Linked DNA regions of Zea mays: all the other regions are linked to region 2. The links are chromatin contacts, called in public Hi-C maps. All regions are on one chromosome and are shown on one strand. Each heading gives the region's core, a stretch centred on a gene start, on an enhancer-like site or on the middle of the called end of the contact. The rest is flanking DNA. Distances are from core to core; before and after follow the strand shown.

The links. Hi-C and Micro-C count contacts between places; a contact is called where the count stands out from the background.
Region 1: a contact with region 2 is called in a Hi-C map of ear, with 5 times the contacts expected there. The contact joins the enhancer-like site here to the promoter of LOC100285642 in region 2. A contact is called at or near these places in 11 of 25 Hi-C or Micro-C datasets (bundle sheath, ear, endosperm and 3 more) and 1 of 3 datasets of contacts at active chromatin or transcription factors (leaf).
Region 3: a Hi-C map of root tip shows a contact between it and region 2, with 4 times the contacts expected there. The contact joins the promoter of LOC100304269 here to the promoter of LOC100285642 in region 2. A contact is called at or near these places in 4 of 25 Hi-C or Micro-C datasets (ear, endosperm and root tip).

What each region holds. Positions count from the first base shown.
Region 1 is chr2:51,472,601-51,476,513 of Zm-B73-REFERENCE-NAM-5.0, reverse strand. It overlaps LOC103646439 (kinesin-like protein KIN-7E, chloroplastic), which reads right to left. Exons shown (of 25, transcript XM_008671172.3): 24 at 3,725-3,814; 25 at 2,524-3,003. The coding sequence ends at 2,983. Among protein-coding and RNA genes, the nearest start is that of LOC103646439, 34 kb to the right of the region's middle. Within about 2 kb of position 2,248, at least 11 of the 20 cell types and tissues checked have an H3K27ac peak or open chromatin away from gene starts, as enhancers often do. A contact at or near this core is called in ear and tassel, where this site is marked.
Region 2 is chr2:51,641,566-51,645,528 of Zm-B73-REFERENCE-NAM-5.0, reverse strand. It overlaps LOC100285642 (ZF-HD homeobox protein), which reads right to left and starts at 1,365. Exons shown (of 1, transcript NM_001158533.2): 1 at 11-1,365. The coding sequence starts at 1,207. The coding sequence ends at 305.
Region 3 is chr2:51,850,545-51,854,230 of Zm-B73-REFERENCE-NAM-5.0, reverse strand. LOC100304269 reads right to left here and starts at 1,258. Exons shown (of 8, transcript NM_001361394.1): 1 at 917-1,258.

The DNA.
Region 1 (3,913 bases), core at 999-3,498, 170 kb after region 2:
TGCTTAAATGTGAATTTATGCAATGGATGAATAAAGTGCAAATCAAGAGCAAAGGTACGTTTCTAAGTCTTAGTACATTGGTTTTGTGTACTAATATATTTGTCTAAGTATTGGAAACAGGAAGAAAAAGAAAGAGGTGGCTGTGTACAGCCAAGGGGCTGTTTCGGTCTGGGGCACCGGACTGTCCGGTGGTGCACCGGACAGTGTCCGGTGCGCCAGGCCGAAGTGGCCGCTCTCGGGAATTCACCGACGGCGTACGGCTAAAATTCACCGGACTGTCCGGTGTGCACCGGACTGTCCGGTGAGCCAACGGTCGGCCGCGCGATCTGCGCGGGACACGTGGCCAAGCCAACGGTCGGAAAGGGGCACCGGACTGTCCGGTGTGCACCGGACATGTCCGGTGCGCCAACGGCTCCCGCATCTGCAACGGTCGGCTTCGCCATTTAAGGAAAGGAATCGGGCACCGGACACTGTCCAGTGCGCCCGACGACAGAAGGCAAAGATGGCCTTCCAGATTTGTTCTCAACGGCTCCTAGCTGCCTTGGGGCTATAAAAGGGACCCCTAGGCGCATGGAGGAGTACACCAAGCAACTCTTGAGCATTCTTGATCATCCACACTAAGTCTTTGCGCATCCGTTTGTTATTCTAAGTGATTCGAGCTCCGTTCTTGTGAGAAACTGTGAGATAGTCTTTGAGCTCGAATCTTGGCCGTGTGTGTGCGCGTTTCGCTGTGGATTTGTGTGTGTTGCTTCCCTCCCTTACTCCGTGCTTTCTCGTGAATCTTAAGTGTAAGGGCGAGAGACTCCAATTTGTGGAGATTCCTCGCGAGTGGGATAAAGATAAGCAAGGCAAAATACCGTGGTATTCAAGTGGGTCTTTGGACCGCTTGAGAGGGGTTGATTGCAACCCTCGTCCGTTGGGACGCCACAACGTGGAGTAGGCAAGTTTTGTACTTGGCCGAACCACGGGATAAATCACCGTGTCTCCTCTGTGTTGAATTCTCTGTGATTGTCGTATTGTGCAAGATCTCCTCTTTAGCCACTTGGCAATTGTTGTGCTAACCCCTAACAAGTTTTTGTGGCTATAAGTTAAGTTTTTACAGGATCACCTATTCACCCCCCCCCCCTCTAGGTGCTTTCACAAAGGGAAAAAGATGCACATAATGTTGTGATGGTTCGTCTGATATGATCTTTGCATATGCATGGGAGTTGACATGTCTGGCTAGAGGTCGCTGTCAATTATTGAGCTAAGTAAGAGTACCTGGGCCATGTCTATGTATACATGAACATATAGGGTCACACACTTAAGGGGAAAGAAGTCTAATTTGGATATGATGTAGATTACACTAAGTTTAGGGTTGCTGATGGGCCTATGAGTCAGAAGCCCGTCGAGATGACTATATAATGAGGGATAGGGAGCAGTTAGGGTAATCTAATTTGCCCACTAGAACACCAGCAACCACGATCCTCATGCCCTCTCCACGCTGTCGTCGCGGACCTAGCATGGTGCTTCCTTCATGCACGTGGTGATACTTTAGAGATGCTATATCTGGAGCACTAGGACGAACCGGGCGAGGTGCTTATTCTCTTTAAAAAAAATTATAGATATAAGGGATGAGATAAGATGTATGTTGTCTGTCGTAGCTTTTTAATCTCATAGAACACAAATTTTTTTAGGTATAATAGATTGGACAGAATATCTGACGGAGATGCACTTATTTGGGCCGGTGTGTATTTCTCGCTTTCTGACAAGGATCAAAGGTAGTCACGACAGCCATGATTAACCGCTGGACTGAGACTCAACCGGGATTCCCAACCGGCAGCCCGTGTCGAAAATTGTAGAGCCCCTTTTCAGCTTGTCCGTTCTTGGCGAATCTGGGGCAGAATTATAGTCCGCTCAGCCTTTCGTTCACCTTTTTCTTTGAATGGATTGCTCGTGGAGTTTCGACTTGCCTGCATTACCACGTTGTACCTACATTTACATTCAATCACTTAAACTCCAACCAACCTGGTTTCATCCGACCCGTCGTAACGGTGTACCAAGCGCCTCCAGGTTCCAGCAATGGCCGGGACCATAGACGCTCCAAGTCAAGGCACAACTGCACCAGTTTGTACATGTCATGCACATGATCCTGTGAGTACTCCCATGTAAGGAGATACTGGCGTATAGCACGGAACACTGCGCAGAAGATGTCCGGGTCCGGGGTCACGCTAAACCAAGGCGTCGTCCTCCAGCCGCAGGATTGGGCAGCGATAAAGCTTGTCGTCGGCGAGGACGACCTGCCCTGTACCCTGGTCAGGATCCACAGTTACGGGTAGCTTGTAATGGCGAAGATTCGGAACACGGAAACGCCATGCGCCGCGCAGTCGAGTGGGACATCGTAGTGACACCCCACATGATAATCCGTAGCTTAATAATCGCAGATCCGTGTGGCAACACCAACACATCGCTGCCGTGCCGTGCTCTTGGCTGATTGGGTGGAGTCAACCATCGTCGGGCACGGCACCAGGTGCACGGCAGTCATGCATCACATCAACAGCAAGTTTGCCAAAGCTACATCAGCGTCCGTTCGGGTTTACTACAGTTTTTGAAGGGCAGAGCACGGTCCAGGTATAACAGAAACACCACCTTCGGGTTTTACCGGCTCATATATTACCAGTATAAATACAATCCGGGTACTCCTACAATACCACTGCTACTATCTTTAATAAAAAGCTGTACAGGAGGGGAGTATCTGCATGCTAACTACTCAGTGACCATTAGCGCCTGCTATCTAACCGCATTTTGCTTCGTTTTCTGTCGGTTAAACGCAGGAATCAGTGTCCAAAGGCGGACTAATCAAGGTTGTCCCGGTTGCAGTAGCAGCAACTATGTGAAATTGTGAGTGGAACTTCAGAGAGATGGGCATGAAGTTGAAGGGACATCTGAGAAATAAGCTCTGGCCTGCATGAAAGCGGCTACTCGTCTCAGGAAAGGTTTTTGCTATAGCGCCTGACTTGCCATCTGCAGAGCACGACATAGGTGTGTTAAGCAAGGGAAACACATACTAGCGCGTGTGGAGTGAAAGCATGTTCATTATGTTAAAAGGGAAAGTATTCGCAAACAACAAATTCCACGTGCTTATGGACTGCCCTCTCCCTTCCAAATTACAAGTCATTCCAACTTTATTGGATAAATGAATAGTCAAAACATCTCAAGTTTAACCAAATTTATATAGTAAGTATCATTAGATTATTCACTAATCATATTTTTATGGTGATGCCATAAGTCTTTTAAGTTCTCAATCTAATCATATTTTTACGGTGATGTCATGAGTCTTTTTAATTCTCTATAATTTTAGTTAAACGTAAGATGATTTAACTCTCAAAAAAAGTAACTTATAATTTGAAATGGAGGGAGTAAGACAAATTCCTATAGATTTCGTTTAGCTTGTAGTGCATATGCGCCTATAATTTGTTCTTTTCATATGATTTTTTTTGTGGATGGTGTTTGAACCTCAAATTATTATGTAATAATGCACACTATTAGATGCACTATGAATGTGCTTTGTTTTATTTAAAAAAAAACTCCGAAGTATGTTTTGCAGGGGTTTCATTCCACTGAATATTTTCCCGTTCAAAAGATACCAGCTTTCCTCAAACCAATGGGAGCATGACGTGTCCATATGTACAGTACGTGTGCGCAAGGGCCGTGGCCTTTGGCGCTCCCAGGTGGAATGGCATACCTTTTCTTGGCAGATCCTTGACAGTGCTTCTACATGGAAGTTTTGTAGTTCTTCAAGAACTTTAACATCTAGGCCCCTGAGGTCCTCACCCTAAAAAGAAAAAATTTTGCATCAGAAGCATAGAAACACAAGCTAAATAGCGGAATGTCAACTCATTCTGGGCCAAAGTGAAAATTAGCCCATAAAGTT
Region 2 (3,963 bases), core at 116-2,615:
AGCCTAATAATAATTTAAGACTACGAATGAAATTAATAAAGAGTAGACAGCAGGAGAAGAAAGTGACAGATATGCCACCCGTGACACGGGCACACGGCCGCGTCAGAGGAGGCAAGGAGGGTTAACATGGGAACGAGGGGGTTGTACTTGCAGAAGTAGTAGTAGTACGTAGCTAGTGAACGGCTGACGGTTACCTAGAGCTAATTAACTGTTACATGAACCTAAGAGTGATTAAAAGGAGCCGATTAGGCGCGCGAGGCAAGACGCAAGAGTGGGAAAGTGCCTTCGGTCGTCGGCTGGGCTGCTAGACGCTGATGGGAGACGGGGAAGGGGAGGAGACAGCGGCGCGTGGCGGGGAGTCGTCGGTGTCGTCATCGTCGTCGTCGTCTCCGTCGCCGGTGATGCCGACGCCGGTTCCGGTGCCGGTGGCGGTGCCGGCGCCAGCGGCGGGGCTGAGGCCGATGCCCGCGGCTGCGGCCGCGGCGACGGAGTTGGAGGCGAGCTGGTTCTTGTGGTTGTGCATCCACACCTTGAGCACCTGCCGCTTGACGCCGATCTCGTCGCAGAAGCGGTCGAGGGCGCCGTCGTCGTTGCGCTGGATGCGCCAGCCCTGCTTCTCCGCGAACTCGCGCATCCGCTCCTTCTGCTCCGGGGTGAACTTGGTCCGGAACCGCTTGCGCCCGAAGCTGCCGCTGCCGCTGCCCGCGCCGCTGCCGGGCGCGAGGCCGACGCCGAAGTCGTCCAGGCGCGGCGGCGTCTCGGAGCCGGCGCGCGCGGCGAGCCACGGGGGCGCGGCGGCGGCATTGGGCACGGCGTGGTACGGCAGCGCGAGGTGCGGCGGCGGCGCTGGCACCGGCACCGGCACCGACGGGAGGAAGCCCTGCAGCGCGGCCTGGTGGTGGTGATGGTGGTGGAAGTGCTGCTGCGGCGGCGCGGGCAGCGCGGGCGGCGGCGGCGGGCGGAAGAAGACGGGCGGCGCGCACGGGCTCGCCGCCGCCAGCGCGCGGCGGTGGAAGCTGCGGTGGCACCCGCACGCCGCGCACTTGAGCGTGTCCGGCGAGGACGCCATGTACTCGCCGCAGCCGTCGAACGCCTGCCCGCCCATGGCCGCCGCGTGGTTGCGCATGCACTCCTTGTACTTGCCGCCCGCGGCGTCGCCGCCGCCGCCGGCCCCATCGTAGGGCACCAGGCTCAGGTGATCCATCATGTCCTGCGTCGTCTCCCGACCCAACCAAGTGGTCCGGTGGTGGGGCTGGTCCCTTCCCTCACGCCCGACGTGCGGGGTGGAGCCTGTGTCTGTGTGTTTGTCTTCCTCCCCTGCCTGCGCCTCCTCCACCTGGCTATCACTCGCAGTCGGCAGTCCGCAGGCAGGAGGGCGGCAGGGGGATGGATTTTATCCGCGCGGGGCTCGGTCGCTGTCTCAGCCAGCCCCCCGCGTGCCCGGCACGAGCACAGCGATTAACCTTAACACACAAAGCCCCCTATCAAACGCGCTGCTAGGATGATTAATAAGCGGCGGTGCGGCGCCACGTGGCGTGCGGCAGCCGCTGAGTCCCGGCCCTGCGCTCGCCACGTGAGGCAGGGACAGCCGGACAGGGAGGTCGGTTCGGGGTCTTCCGACTCCGGGACACGGGACGAAAGCCAAGGGGGGGACGGACGTGTCGACCGGCCACTGGGTGGCGCGGTAACAGTAACGGCCGTGCCGGGTTTCCCCGCGGGGGCCGGGCCCGCCACGTTGGGTGCGGCGGCGGTGGTGCCTCTGCGGCGGCGTCAGACGCGTAGGCTTGCCCGGACGGACGGAGGGGGGGCGGTGAGGTATGGGCGAACAGCCAGGCGTCCGTCCATAGCCGTGGCTTGGCTTGGCGTGGCTCGTCTTGTCCCCAGGATCCTCTGCGCCGTGCGTGGCGTGGGGGCGGACCGTGCTTCGTGCACGGACGGACGGCGACGGACTCGTGATCACTGACCCGCTCAGCTGCCCTGCAATTACGCGCGGCAGTTGGATCTCTGACGAAACTTACGCTTGCCTCCCACACCCACACGGGCCACGGGCATGCGCCGTGAAGAGGCAGGCTTATCTTATCTCTTGTCTCCGCTAAGCGGCAGGGCCGATGAATAAATTGCAGTCTCCGTTGATTCATTCATGGTGATCACACGACGCTTACACCTGCATTGATCGCCTGGCTTACTCCCACCGACGTCAAGCACGCGTGCACAGTGAGAAGGCCGCTGGGGCGCAGCGCAGTAAAGGCTAGCGAGAGGGGATCGGATATGCCTTGCGTCCGTGACAGCTGAGAGATCTCTCCGTCGCCGGGCCCACTGCCCCCGGCTCTACAGGGTACTACTACTGCTCCTGCTCGGGGCACGCTCTCCTCCTGCCGTCCTGCGTATGCACGCATGCATGTATGATTTCTCGTCGCCTTCAGTTTTGTGCTTGCGCGTGCTCGCTGCGTCAGTCAGGTAGGTCGCGTCCATTTGAGTGGAGTCGGCAAGCAGCCAGGCAGGCAGGTGGTGAGCAAAGCAAACGCGATGCTCTATTATCTCGCACGGATATTTGCCGTTCACGGGCGATGATTGATGACATGATCCCCGAACTGAACCCCTGGCTGGCTACGGGAGAGAGAGAGATGGGCAGAGTGGTGGACGGTGGTGGTGGGCGTGGGGGAACACGCCACGCCAGCGGGGGCCGGGCAATCAATGGCTCGCCCCCCATGCGTCGTCCTATTCCTACCTCCTCTCCCGCTCACACGGACACGGAGGGAGGCGTAGGTCGATCGGCCGCATAATGACACGCTGCTCCACTGCTTGCCTAGAGATAGCATCGCTACAGTGCTGAGCTTGCATGGTTGGGAGGACACAATTCAGCTTGAGGCTGGCCGCACTGGGCTACTGGCCTACTGCAAACGCTACTCGACGCAGCAATAGAGTTCAACACAAGCGCAGCGGCGGACTCGATTCATACGCTATCTACTGTGCACGGCAGCAGAAACGCTAGCAATAGCGTCGGACGCAGCAGAAACGCTATCCACTGTAGCGTACGAGTGGAGGTGGAGGCCAGAGAGTGGGTGGTGGGGCCCATGGTGGGTATTTTTGATATATATTGATAAAAAAATGTGATAGTTTGTATAGAGTTGAGATATAGAGTAGTTTTGGATGCGGTAGTTTGACTACTGTATTTTAAAATGTTGATGACTAGGATAGAATATTCCTTTTAGAGTAGAACTTTAGAGTAGAATGAGTGCGGATAGCCTGAGCGTTTCGCGTGTTCTTGTGAGCTTTTGATTTGATGAGTCATCCGGACCATGGTGTTGGTGCCCAGTACTCCCTACGCACGCACTGTGTCACAGCTAGACAAAAAAAAACAAACTACTGCGGATCAGCCAGACAGACAGACAGCAAAGAGAATCACGGCGATAATGGAGCCGAGCCGAGCGAGCCAGCGTCCAGTGCTGTCACTCACTCCGCGCGGGGCGGCCGGCCGAGAGACAGACGGCACGGCGCGGCGCTGCAGGCCGCATGACAGCACGCGGACCATGCCGAGCAACAGACGGATGGAGACGGGGCAGAGAGGCTGCCAGTGCCAGTTCTTCTCCGCTCACAAGCCAGCCTACCACTGTAGCCTCGTCCCATCTTCGGCACCTGTCTTGTCCGTCCTCGCTTTACCAGCTGAGAGCGAGCGCCCAAGCCCAAGCCCGGGTCTCTGCTCTCCACACCCCCACTAGCTTTCGGTTTTGTTTGCTTGTTGCGATCAAAAAGCTGCCGCGGCCATCATCTTGCCACCTGCTCGCTTGCGCTTCCTACTCCCTGCTTCCAACACTCTGACGGACAGATTGATAGAACATGGCTTTTGCCCCCTCTCCATCCTTTTCTCCCATGCATGCAAGATGCAACTGACCTTGCGGCAGGCTACCCCTCGACCTCTCGCTGGCCACGTCTTGGAACTTGCGACCACGATCATGCTGTTGC
Region 3 (3,686 bases), core at 9-2,508, 210 kb before region 2:
TGAGCAACCGAAAGAGGTGTGGTTCCGGAAATAGGATCCAGTGCTCAATCTATCGGCCTACCAAAGCATGATGAAAAAAAAGAAGAGGACATATCTGGTGCACATGGAAGCTTAGTGCACATGGTGCACATATTAAATCATCACCATCCATCTTAAATCTAACGTCTCTGGTTGATCATTACAATTTACAAATAACACCTTCCACCACTACATCTCATCACGTCGGAAGGTGTCCTTAGCAAAATATACCAAACAACTAGAGACGTTAGATCTAAAATAAGTGATGTTGATTTAATATGTGCACCATGTGCACTAAACTTCCATGTGCACCAGATATGTTCTCAAAAAAGAAACATGGATAAGCACTGCTAAACTGCCGGTCCCGGAATCAAAGGATAGCAGGTCTGCTCGCAAGGATATCAAAACAAAACACTGAACGCTGAAGACAACAGCGTCGAAGATACCAAACACCGAAGTGCGGAGCGGTGATTTTTATCTAGAATCACCATGACCTGGAACAGAGGTGCATTGTATCAATGAACGCAATGCTGTTTGTGGGTGACATGGGAAATGAACCAAAAGAATGGACCGGGATGGTGGAAATATGTTTCAAATGGCAGAAACACTCTCAGTGGATTCCAGAAGACCAGAACATGCACTAAGAACCAACTTCAGCGTGCACTAAGAAGCCAAGAACTCTACCCAGCATTCATTCGCTTAAAAAAGAGATGTAACCTTTGACCACCCCGCTATCCGTAGGGGCGCCAACGGATCAATCCTCCATCTGACGAACTGATCGATTAGACCGCAGAAGGCAGCAGCTGCATTTCCCCCATCAAGAAGCCCACCATACACCAAGGAGATCAAAGGGACACGGCGAAAACATGCATGGTTCAGGGATAGATGAGATACTAACCGCGAAGAGGGAGAAACGGCGGCATTGCCATCGGCCTTCCCTTATCCCCTCCCCATACGAGGCGAAGCCGGCATCTCCCTCACTCCTTCCTTCCTTCCAGTCCCTTCTTTCTTTATCCCTCTACTACCTCACCGCACCGAACAGTAATGGCAACTGGCAAGCACTCGCTCTGCTCCGGGGCGCGCGCAGCAATCTCTGCCTCCCCTACCCACACCCCACACAGGCACACACCCAGCCTTTTACCGCCCCTCGCCTCGTGGACAGGCGGCAGAATCGGGCAGTGCAGGCGGACAGGACAGGGGCGGCAAACGGATCTGCGTGTCCGTCGGACCGTCGCCCCATGCTGTCTCGGACAAGTCTCTCTGACATCCGGGGCCGCGGGGCCGGAGCGTGCGCAGCGTGCCGGCTTGACGTGACGGCGGACGACGCTCGTGGGCGGTGGGGCTTTTCGTCAACCTGTGCGCTTACGTGTCCGCCTCACGGCAGGTTGTACGTGTGGCTGGCTAGCTGCTCAGGTGGGTATTTGGGCGGAGCCCTTTTTTGCCCTCGGTTTTGCGTAAGGTGGGACCTGGGACGCGTGGGTTTTTGGTACTTTTTGTGAATTGACCAGATTCCACTTTGATATGGCTGGGTCTTCTCTACTTTGTCCTTTAAAATTATTTTTAAGTACTTTAGTTAACTTTTAAGCTCTAAAGTTTTCATATAAGATATATCAAAATTTAGAGTTAACTTTAAAGAAAAAAAATACAGGTAGATCTTAACTAAATTTTCCTAACAAGTGATAAATCCGTAAAGTTCAACTGTCATCAAGATCATACTTAAACTAAAGATTGGCATCAAATTGCAGTTATAACATTATTAGTACTAAAGGTTAAGACTTTGATGTGACGAATCAAAAATCAAAGATGCCATAGTCCAAGAAATTTATGATCCTAATGTTGAAAAGATATACTTTTTTCCTGTTCTAAATTATAGGTTATTTTAACCTTTTGAGAGTTAAAACAACTCAAGTATGACCAAAATTGTAGAAAGTATGAAATTAAATAGATATATTGTAAATATATAATTAATAAAAAAATAATGATACTTATTTGGTAACATGAATATTTATTATTTTATACATAAATTTGGTTAGATTAATAAGATTATAATAACTTATAATTTAAAAGGAGGAAGTAATATGCTTAACATTTTTGTGTGGCCTCTAAATAGATTAATAGATCAAGTCGAGCCTTTGTAAATATAGTACATGTCAGATTTTAATATTAGGTATATGTGAAATTAACCCCTCCCGCTCAATTTAAGTTCAATCTCTGTCACTAGCGTAATTATCCTAAGCTTCATGTCGCTGTTTGCCAATAATGACAACAAGCTTGATTTTGTTTACACCACTATTCTGAACGACTTCCGATGGCCACTATAATTTTGACGATCCTAGGGTTAGTTGTTGAAAGTAAACTTAACTTCTAACGGCTAAGAGCGAACGCCGAAAGTTAACATACTTTCGACAACTAACCCTAGGGCGGTTGAAAGTCAACTTAACCTTCGATGGTTTCGTCTAGAGTTGTTGAAAGTTAACTAACTTTCAACGATATTGAAAAACCATTGGAAGTTAAGGAATATAGCATGTCGTGTTGTCACTTTTGCGGTTAGTTGCGTCTTGTTCGTCTTCCACTTATCGTCCCTTTCTCCACTTGGTTCCGCACATCGTGGGTGCGCCGCCCGCCTTCTCACACCATCGTGTATAGCACCCCGACCCCACGCCCGTGCGCTGCCAACCCGCACCCTACATGTGCGCCCCGCACCACTAGCCTGCCTCCGTGTTATCGCACCACCATTACATCACGTTGTCAGCCAACCCTAGGGCGTTGGCATGAATCTGTGTCTCGGCGCATCGCCAACCTACCCATGTGTGTCCCATCCTCCTTTTAGGTAGTTCAATGCACATTAGTAAATTTATCTAGGGTCTATGTCATTCAATGTCTAATAGGTGGTCGGGGAATTGCTCGAACCAATTTTGCATCAAGAACCAATATATTTTATATATACCATCTAGATAGATACTGGTGGTTATGAGTATGTCATATGTATCTAAGAATTGTGTAACAAGTTTGATGAACATAGTTTATATTCTTATATCCTCGTAAGTAGATTACAATAATAAAAACAAGATTCAATGAAAATGTCATGACATATATATTTTATTACCAATTCATAATTGGTTTGTGTTGGTAAACACACATGTTTTTAGCCTACTGACACGAACGACATCAGCGCTCTAGCCTCAACATCAGACCACAAAAACACAGAGAGAGAGAGAGAGACTAATAGCCTAACATGGCCCAAACCCACACACACACACACATATATATGTGTGTGTACATATATATATATACACACACACACATGCACAACTGGACAATTTGAGCTTCAATACTAAATTTAGCTACTTCCGAGTCGAGAGCGAAAGCACATAGATATTAAATGGAAGTAATCCATAAGCATATTACTCTAAGTACACAATAAAAGACACTAGGTGACTCATCATATCTCTCGTTCTATCTACGCCTCCCTTGAACAAATAGAATGTAAGATATGAATCAGTGTGGCCAGGGTGCATGCAGTGAGGCGACAGATTAGTTCCCATCAATAGGGCGTGGCCAGGCGAGCATGTCGATGAAATGCATCACGTGGAGGATCGAACCACATCGATAGGTACTCCCGTCACTGCGGTTTGAACCTCCATGGGATGGCACCCAGTCAATAGAGG